3 separate regions of the Mus musculus genome follow, and regions 1 and 3 are each linked to region 2. A link is a contact called in public HiChIP or PLAC-seq and promoter capture Hi-C data. All regions are on one chromosome and are shown on one strand. Each heading gives the region's core, a stretch centred on a gene start, on an enhancer-like site or on the middle of the called end of the contact. The rest is flanking DNA. Distances are from core to core; before and after follow the strand shown. Region 1 has its middle 15 kb from the start of Prkab1. Region 2 holds the start of Rfc5 (replication factor C (activator 1) 5). Region 3 holds the start of 1110006O24Rik (RIKEN cDNA 1110006O24 gene).

The links. Promoter capture Hi-C pulls out the DNA fragments that hold promoters and counts their contacts. HiChIP or PLAC-seq counts read pairs in DNA pulled down with a chosen protein or histone mark.
Region 1: a contact with region 2 is called in an HNF4G HiChIP or PLAC-seq map of pancreatic cancer cells. The contact joins the enhancer-like site here to the promoter of Rfc5 in region 2. A contact is called at or near these places in 2 of 39 promoter capture datasets (the 3T3-L1 cell line and hippocampal neurons), 1 of 484 Hi-C or Micro-C datasets (liver) and 3 of 115 datasets of contacts at active chromatin or transcription factors (the 230-238 cell line and pancreatic cancer cells).
Region 3: a contact with region 2 is called in a promoter capture Hi-C map of hippocampal neurons, with 4 times the contacts expected there. The contact joins the promoter of 1110006O24Rik here to the promoter of Rfc5 in region 2. A contact is called at or near these places in 2 of 39 promoter capture datasets (hippocampal neurons and liver).

What each region holds. Positions count from the first base shown.
Region 1 is chr5:116,008,001-116,010,920 of GRCm38.p6, forward strand. It overlaps a transcript of Cit not described here. Among named protein-coding and RNA genes, the nearest start is that of Prkab1, 15 kb to the right of the region's middle. Within about 2 kb of position 1,576, at least 79 of the 459 cell types and tissues checked have an H3K27ac peak or open chromatin away from gene starts, as enhancers often do. A contact at or near this core is called in pancreatic cancer cells, where this site is marked.
Region 2 is chr5:117,387,612-117,390,580 of GRCm38.p6, forward strand. Rfc5 (replication factor C (activator 1) 5) reads right to left here and starts at 1,412. Exons shown (of 11, transcript NM_028128.1): 1 at 1,306-1,412; 2 at 258-322. The coding sequence starts at 1,367. Gm15728 (predicted gene 15728) reads left to right here and starts at 1,511. Exons shown (of 2, transcript NR_166496.1): 1 at 1,511-1,674; 2 at 2,543-2,969.
Region 3 is chr5:115,630,495-115,633,200 of GRCm38.p6, forward strand. 1110006O24Rik (RIKEN cDNA 1110006O24 gene) reads right to left here and starts at 1,322. Exons shown (of 1, transcript NR_027810.1): 1 at 555-1,322. Rab35 (RAB35, member RAS oncogene family) reads left to right here and starts at 1,493. Exons shown (of 6, transcript NM_198163.1): 1 at 1,493-1,704. The coding sequence starts at 1,653.

The DNA of each region.
Region 1 (2,920 bases), core at 326-2,825, 1.4 Mb before region 2:
GATTCTCCTCGACTCTTAGGCGTGCCTCCACCACGAAGGCACACCCTAGGTAGGCTGAAAGGTAGACCTGTCCCCACCACCGCAGCAGGTGACCGTGTCTGTGTTTTCAGCCCACACGTCCGTCCACAGTCCACGTCGCTTCCCAGATTACAACCTGGCCTAAATGCAGACTCCTTCCTGCTCTGTCTCTGACCTAAGTGCTTTCTTGTTTGAGACGCCTGTGACCCTCCACATCCCGTGCCCTGCTGTTGTGTTTTCTGTGTTGCTTGGAGTCTTTGGGGGTCATGTTCCCTATCCCCCCCCCTGCCCCCACCGCCACCCCCACCCCCAGGGCAGATCTGACTGGCTGTTTGCTGAAGTTTTTTGTCTCTTGGTCCACAAGTATTTGGAATGGTCACTGATAACTGGTCTTCAGTCTTGGCATCTCACTTAGGACCTCCACGAGAAACGGGTTCCTTGAGCCCTGACAAGTGTATATTGCGTGTCTCATCTGTGAAGTGCTTCCTGCTACATAGAGCTAGCTCAACAGACTGTACATATTTACAAGAAACTTTATATTCGTAAAAAAAAAAAAAAGGAAATTGAATTGGTTTCTACTTTTTTATTGTAAAAGGTGCATTTTTCAATACTTTTGTTTTCAACGGTGGTAGCCGCGGACAGCCGTCTCCGCCGGAGTGGGGAACTCTTCTGTGTGACCACCGGGACGCCAGCAGGAAATAATCGTAACCCGAAATCGCAGTCAAAAGCTTCTATTAGCATCAATAAGATTCTAGGTCTCCAAAAATTACAGGCTTTTCTTCATTACCTTTTTTTATTAAGAACGAGGAGAACACATGGGCACACATGGGCAATTCCAGATCCACCTGAGAGGGATGGCTCTGTTGTTGAACAATAATGAAATAAAGCAGTGGTCTCAAAAAAAAAAAAAAAAAAAAAAAAAAAAAAACAATACGTTCACTCCCTTCTCCCTTGGCATCTTTTCTTGTCAGAGACCATAAAAAGCCCCGCTAGGGTCTGTGCAGGCTCACTGGGCCCATCAGCTCTGGGGGATGGATAGAATCAGAAGCTGTTGGAGGGGGGGGGGGGGCACAGTTTGGTCAGCGTTTCTGTGAACTAGTGGGGACTTGCTCTTAAGACCATTTTTTAGGGCAGGGGACCAGAAAGCTCCTTTAAACGGTCAACGAGGCTACTTTACAAGGATTAGGTCAGAACAGATTAGCCGGAAGGCAGCTAACCAGAAAAACAGGTCAGCACGAGCTTTTTCTGATCCCATTACACTGAGGCCACTGAGAACTTAATATTGCATGTCTCTTTCGAGGGAGTTCCAATGAAGGTAACCGGATGCTTCCTGTCTGCAAGGTAAACCGGTCCCCTCCACTTATGGTTCATTATTCCCCCTCCCCAACCCCTGATTCCAGTGATAACCTGCCGCTTTACATCTCTGACTCAACATAACAAGGTAATCAGATGTAGTTAAAAATTGACTTTGACAGTCAAATCTGATGGGAGGCTACAGTGGATTTTCCCCTGTGACTGTAAGAAAGAAAATGACTCACAAGGACTTGGGAGATGTTGCAACTTCTTCCCATAGAACAAACATTAGAAAAATGTCCATTCACCATCAGCCAACCAGTTCAGCGATTAGCCTAGCAATTCTTGGCAGCCAGGGGCTACCTTATACGCTAAGTAAACAGGGCTTGGTTCTAAAAGGAGCCGAGAGGTCCTCTAGACCCAAGAACTACCTGTACGGAACAACAGTGAAGTCATGAAGTCACGCAGCCACGCTATGTAATGAGGCCTCCCCTGCTGCCTCTTTGAGTTTAGTGTAAAGTTGTATCAGGTCACACACCTTAATTCTCACAGAACTCAAGGCATTGGGTACATACCAAGTTTCCTGACTGTGAGACTCTTGAGCCCTTAGGGACAGAAAAAGAGATAACCTACTTACTAATCTGTCTGCAGCAGGGGGCCTTTTCCATAGGTTGGTTAAGAACACTCACACTCAGTTAAGACCCATAGGAAGAGAAGAGGCTAGCCCTGTGGGGTGGGGCAGCAGAGCTTCCACCACAGGCTGGCTCCTTTCAGTGACTCATAGCCAGGACAGTTTGCCTTCCTTCCCCAAGACAGGATGCTTGGGGGTAGCTAGGCTTAGTTCTGGTTGCCACAGGTCTGGGTTCCTGATGGTTGGTATCCAAAGGGTGGAGAGGGGTCATAAAATACTCAATAATTACAGCCTACACACACACACACACACACACACACACACCAATAACGATCTATCTCTGTAGTGCCAAGGCTAAGAAACTGGCCTGCTCTCCTTGTTCCAGGCAGAGGCTGCTCTGGCTGGCTCTTTCTTGCTGGCTTAAGATGTTGCTGCTGCTGCTGTCTTGAAGTGTGAGGACTGGGACCCAGTCACATGTCCCATCTGTTTTCCTGAAGCAGTGGGGGCTGCCTGTGGAAATACAATATAGGAGTCTCTGCTTTCCCCTGGGTCTGTCAATGAGTAATAGAGAGGTTTGCTCAGAAGAGGTTATTAGAGGTGGAAGAAGACTTTGAAGGTGACTCTGCTACTGTACCCACCCGTGGCACCTTTAGACAGCTACAGATTAGGGAGCCTGGCTGTGGAGTTTCTAAATGGCACAGTTGAATTCTCTTGGGGGTGGGGGTGGGGCAGGGGCAATAGTAAGAGCTGGCCTACTGATGTGGATCTCAGAGACGCGTGCATCCCTCAGGGGCAGTAGCTTGTCCAAGGTTTGGATTCAGATACAGCTGTCAGAAACTGGATGATTCTTACAGTTAACTGAGATGATGGACTTTAGAAGAAATACAGACATGTTCACGACTCCCTTGCTTTCCCTTGAAGACTCGAGGCCAAAAGGCGGAAGGCTCAAGTTTCTGTTTGTCCATTAATCTGCAGTGG
Region 2 (2,969 bases), core at 162-2,661:
CTACAGGATCCAGGGTCCTCTTCTGGCCTCTGGAGGAGCCAGGCACACAAGGTGCACACACTTTCATGTGTAAACAAAACACCTAAACAGTAAAACCAAACAGATCTTGAGACAGTTTGGTACACTATGGAGAAGGCGACACATGGCCGGTTCTATAAAGGCTCAGAGCATCCTCTAAGGGTCACCCAGCAGAGACATCGTCATCACGAAATGGACCCAACCCTCCACAAGGACAGCAGCAACAGACAGATACTTACTGGTACTCAGAATGTCCTGGTGAGAAATGAGATCGGCCAGGGTCTGTGGCCGGTACTTCTCAACCCTGAAATAGGATTCACCGTTAAGTTACAATCTATATACTCAAGCCATGTTCTGTTACATGCAAAGAAGCCCCTTCACATCCTAAGCAGCAGAGGAAGAGAAACCCTTCGCGTCTGAACAGAGCACTGGCTCTCACAACCAGGAGTTGTTCTGTCCCCCCAGGGGACATCGGTCAGGCCAGTTATCTGTATTAACTGTGCAATGGGTGTTAGCAGCATCTGTTGAGTAGGAGTCAGGAGGTTGCTAACATCCTCCAGTGGGCAGGACAGCTCCCCCTTGCCCCTCACCAACAGCGCTGAGACTGCGCAAACGGAACTCATACTCAAATACCTATAAGCAAGAGAACGGGCAATCCACTTATGATGTGGCTTTCAAGAGGGAATCGAGTGCTGAACCATGCTACAGAACAGAAAACCCTTGAGTTCGAGAAGCCAGACTCAAAAGGCCACACGGTCTGTGACTCCAGTCCTGAGAATTTAAATACCGTGTGGCCTGAGACAAGTCTTCCTCCTCAGGATAGACCAGAAGAAAAGAAAATGAAAGCATGGCTAGGCTTGCTTCATTTAAAACACCGCTAAGGTGCTGTAGGGCCATTCAGAATGCAGGCGCTGGGGCCCTGGGTGGAAGATCAGGTCCCTGCAAGTTGTCCTCTGACCTCCACCAGGGTGCGCTGCTACGGTCCCTCCCCCGCAAATAAAGAGGGGATAGAGTGCAAGCGCTGAATTCGGACACGAGTTCGAATCCAACCAAGCCTACCCACTCCTCCGTCCTCGGAACCTTTCTAAAGAAACCCAGGATCAATTTATTAGGGTCATCGGAGCGCAGAGGCGATGCTCGAGGACCCCGAGGATGGCTAAGCTGAGCTCAGAGCCCGTTCAGGTATGGAAGCGGAGGAGCGGCTGCGGCGCCAAGGCCGGGAGCGGGGAAGGATCTGCAAAGCTCCTAGGAGGAAGAGCGGGAAGCGGGATGTGGGGCCGCTCCTACCAGGGCAGGTTCCGGGCCCGGGCCGCCGCGGGCCGCTGCTGCGAAGGCGCGGCCGCCGTCATGACTGACAGATGCTGCGGGTCCCTGCCACTGACCCGCCGCACTCGGAGTCCGCGCGCAAACCAACCCTCGCGAGGCTTCGCCTCCGGCTTCCGGCTTCCGTCCCCCGGCCCGCCTCCTCCCCGTTGCTAAGGTGCTGGTTGCTAGGTAACCCTAGGCGCCGGCCTGCAGCGGAGTTACCGCCTGAGTCGGCTGTCTCAGCCTCCTCGCACGAGGTCCAGGGTGACCGCGCGCTGAAGCCAGAGCCACCGCGGGCCTCACCAGGGCCCGATCCTGTCAGTGCAGGGGCAAGCCGCAAGGAGCAGCAAGGTGTGTGGTCAGTGCAACCTCGGTTCCATAACCAGCAACACACACACAGAGACACACGTACATATACAGGTATGCACACAGTTACAAATATACATATACATACATCCCCATTCACATACATATAAACAGATATACGCCTGCACTCACATACACATACAGATACATACACACAAGTATACACAAATACACAGTTAATACGCATACATACATACATACATGCATACATATATACTCACATATACATGTATATCACACACATATATATACACACAGAACATACACATTCAATCATATATACACATAAATACAGTTACATATATACACATACATGCATACATATATTCATATAAATACATACAAACATTTGTGTTTTATACACACAAATGCATTTTCTCCTACAGTAAGAGGATTACAGACCAATTTTATTTATTTATTTGTTTGTTTGTTTATTTATTTATTTGATTAGTTTTGAGACAGGGTTTCTCTCTGTATCTTTGGCTATCCTGAAGCTCACTCTGTAGGCCAGGTTAGCCTCAAACCCAGAGATCCACCTGCCTCTACCTCCCAAGTGCAGGGATTAATTAAATGTGAGCTTCACCGTTTGCCTGGTGACCAATTTTATTTTCATCTTTAGCTTTTACTTTGAGCCAGGTATGCCTTTAATTCGAGTACTTGGGAGGCAGAAGCAGATGGATCTCTGTGAGTTCAAGGTCTACAGAGTGGCCTCTAGGACAGCTAGGGCTACATAGTGAGACCCTGTCTTAAAAACTCGAAAGAAAACTAACTTTAATTAATTTGTGTGTGCCTCGCTGCACATGTGGAGGCCATGTGCATCAATTTTCAAGAGTTGGTCTTCTTTCTTATGCAGACGTCCTGGGAATCGAACTTAGCTGTCAAGCTTGGCCGTTTGAATCGCAAGATCATCCTTGACTGCATATCCAGCTCATGGCCAGCCTGGTGGTGTACTTAACTACCTTTGGAGTCAAGCAGCTGCCATCTGGGGGAGTTCAGCTGTGTCCACTTACAAAAGAATTACCTTAGCTGGACTTTTTGACCGTTTACATCCCCTCACGGAAGACCCTCACCTGAGTATCCACTGGCTCCCTATAATTTATTGTGTGCAACTCTGCCTTAATTGCACATGGCTTGCCTGGAGGGCAGGGGTGGGGGGAGGAGACTAGAGTACTCAGATTAAGAAAGACTAGGAGAGAGGTCTTTATCTAAGCAGCTATGGGAAAACCCTTACCCTGTTGGCCAAATCTTTTTTTTTTTTTTTTTCTCTAGGCTGGCCTCGA
Region 3 (2,706 bases), core at 72-2,571, 1.8 Mb before region 2:
GGGAGGGGCTGAGGATTTAACCAGGTTCCTCCGGAGGAGCAGCCAGTGTTCTTAACTGCTGAGCCATTCCTCAGCCCCTTCCCTGTTTCTTAAAAAATGCCAATCAAAGGAATAGCAGGAACCTGGCCAGTCCCAGGAGTTTTCAATCAAGAACACAACACAGCCAGCGTCTCTCCTCAGCCAGTATCTTATGATTCTAGGCTCGTGTTCATCTGACATCACCAGGCTTGCTTCAGGGAAATAAAGAGTTCAAGCAAGGCCTAGATCAGACACTGTGTGTGCTGTTCAAGGACCTGCAGTACCTTGAATAACAAGAAAATTATGAACTGCATAAATCTACCAGCAGCGGAATTGTTAAGGAATAGTACAACCATCAGATGGGGGTACCACGTGGTGACGAGGCAGTTAAATGATTGATGGCGGCATACCGGTGAACTGCGAGAGGCACATGGGTGCTTAGATACTCTGAAATGTATGGGAAAACATGTATCCATTAGACTAGTAAGTGTTTCATGCTGTCCAAGAAACTTTAAAGGAAAACTAATGTCAACTTTGAATTCAGTAAGCGTCTGTATTTTGTTGTTGTTTTGTTTTAAACACTAGCACTGCTTCTTACGGGGAAAGATTAGGAGTGGGCAGTATCCCCAACAGGTGCTTGGCTGGAAAGCACTGGAGGGCAAGAAGAAGCAGGGACAAAGAGGCTGGGGGTGGAGCTCAGCTCGAAAAGCGTCTGCCTAGCATCTGCGAAGCCATGGGTTCGAGTCTCAGCACCACATTAAAACAGGACTCAGGAGGTACAGGTGGGATCAGAAGTATATGGTTATCCTCGGCTACTCGAGAGAGTCAGGAAGCCACCCTGGGATACTTGAGAACTTGTCTGGAAAAAGTAAAAAACCACAGGGATGGGGCAATCCCTGCAGACCTGCAGGGAGGATGGCGATGGCAGCGACAGCTCTCGGGGACGGGCAGGTGGGCTTCCGCTCCAACTGGAAAAAAACGTGGGGCTGGCTCCGCGCTGCGTCCGGAAAACTGAGGCAGAAGGAGCAGAAGCGCTGGCGAGCAGGGTGCATACGCCCCACGGATCCCAATCCGGAACCGCTACCCGTTCCGCCAGGGGGTCGGGCGTCCGGGATCGTGGTGCTCGGGGGACGACTTCCTCCCCAGCGCTGACCTCCAGGCTTCAGCCCTGCGGCCGGTTGTCACCTCTCTTCCGTCGGGCCCTGCTAAACGGTTCGGTTCTCCCGGGGATCCGCAGCGACGGCGCTCGCTCGCTCGCTCGCTCGCTAGCTCACTCGGACCTCGGCCGGCGAGCGTAGCGCACTGCGCGTGCGCGGAGAGGGCGCGGCTGGCCGGGGCTGCGGCTGCGCAGAGGCGGTTCCAGCCCCCGCGCCTGCGCAGTGGCGGGGCGGGGCGGGAAGGAGGGAGGCGGCGGCACCGGCGGCGGCTGCTGAGGAGGAGGAGGAGGAGGCGGAGGTGGGGGAGCGGAGGGAGGTGTTTCTGTCAGTTCCGGCTGTTTGTTCGGGAAGTGGATCCGCCGCTGCCGGAGCAGCCGGGAGGGAGCTGCGGATCGCGAGGCCAGGACCGACCCCGCCCGCCCAGCTCGCCTGCCCGCCCGCGCGCGCGCGCCCGCCCGCCCGCCGCCCCCGCCCGCCATGGCCCGGGACTACGACCACCTCTTCAAGCTGCTCATCATCGGCGACAGCGGTGAGGGCCGCAGGGGCCGGAGGCGGTGTGGGCCCTGCCGGGCGCGGCCCGCGGGGGCCTCGGGGCGGGCGGGCGAGCGGGGCGGGCGGGCGAGCGAGCGAGGAGGCGCGGCCCGCGCGGGGCGGGAGGCGCGGAGCTCGGCGGGGTCGCAGGCCCCGGGGGGGCCGCAGCGAGGGGACTCCGGGGTGGCTCCTCGGCGGGGCGGGGGGCACCGAGGGCGCGGGATGCACGCACGGCCCCGGCGCTCGTTCCTGCCTCACGTGTGACCTTGGTCAAGTCGCGCGATCGCTGGAGTTGGAGAGAGCCGGGTTCGAGTCCCGGGGAGGCAAGCTTTTGCCGCTCTGTGACCTTGGGCGAGTTGTCTCGCCTCCCTTGAGCCTCAGTTCCTGCATCTGAGAAGTGGGGACTTGTTAAGCTGAGCGGTGGGATGATTCGGTGAGCTGAAAGTAGGGAAAAGCGCCTGACCCGGCATAAAGTAACCTCTAAGTAACTCACAGTGTTAGCAGCATGAGTCGCCCTGTGAAGACTCAGCGCTCCGTGAAATGGGGGTATTTCCAGGACCCGTCTCCGGGTTGCCGTGCGCTTGGATGAGGTGCGGCAGGTACAGCCATGAGCGCATTCCTTTAGAATTGTTACTAAGTCTCAGCAAGGTTCAGTTCTCATCTGTGGAATGGGAGTGGTAGATTTGCCTGCCAAGGCTGATGTGAGCACACACTTAATGAGGGGACTAGTGTTTGGCACACAGTAGGTGGACAGTGTTTGCTGTTCTCTTACCCGGGTGCTTCATTCAATATTTTAAGTGCTTTGTGTACACAAACACACACACACCACACACCTTTCAGTACCGCGCCATCTCTGATTCATAGATCAGCTTCTGGTACCCAGTGCTTAAATGCATTTGGTCAGTGAATGAGAGTCACACTGGTTTCTGGCCAAGGATGAAGCATTTTAGAGGTGTTTGGAGTATGGCAGGTGACCAGGTCCTGTGGGGTGATGGTGAGT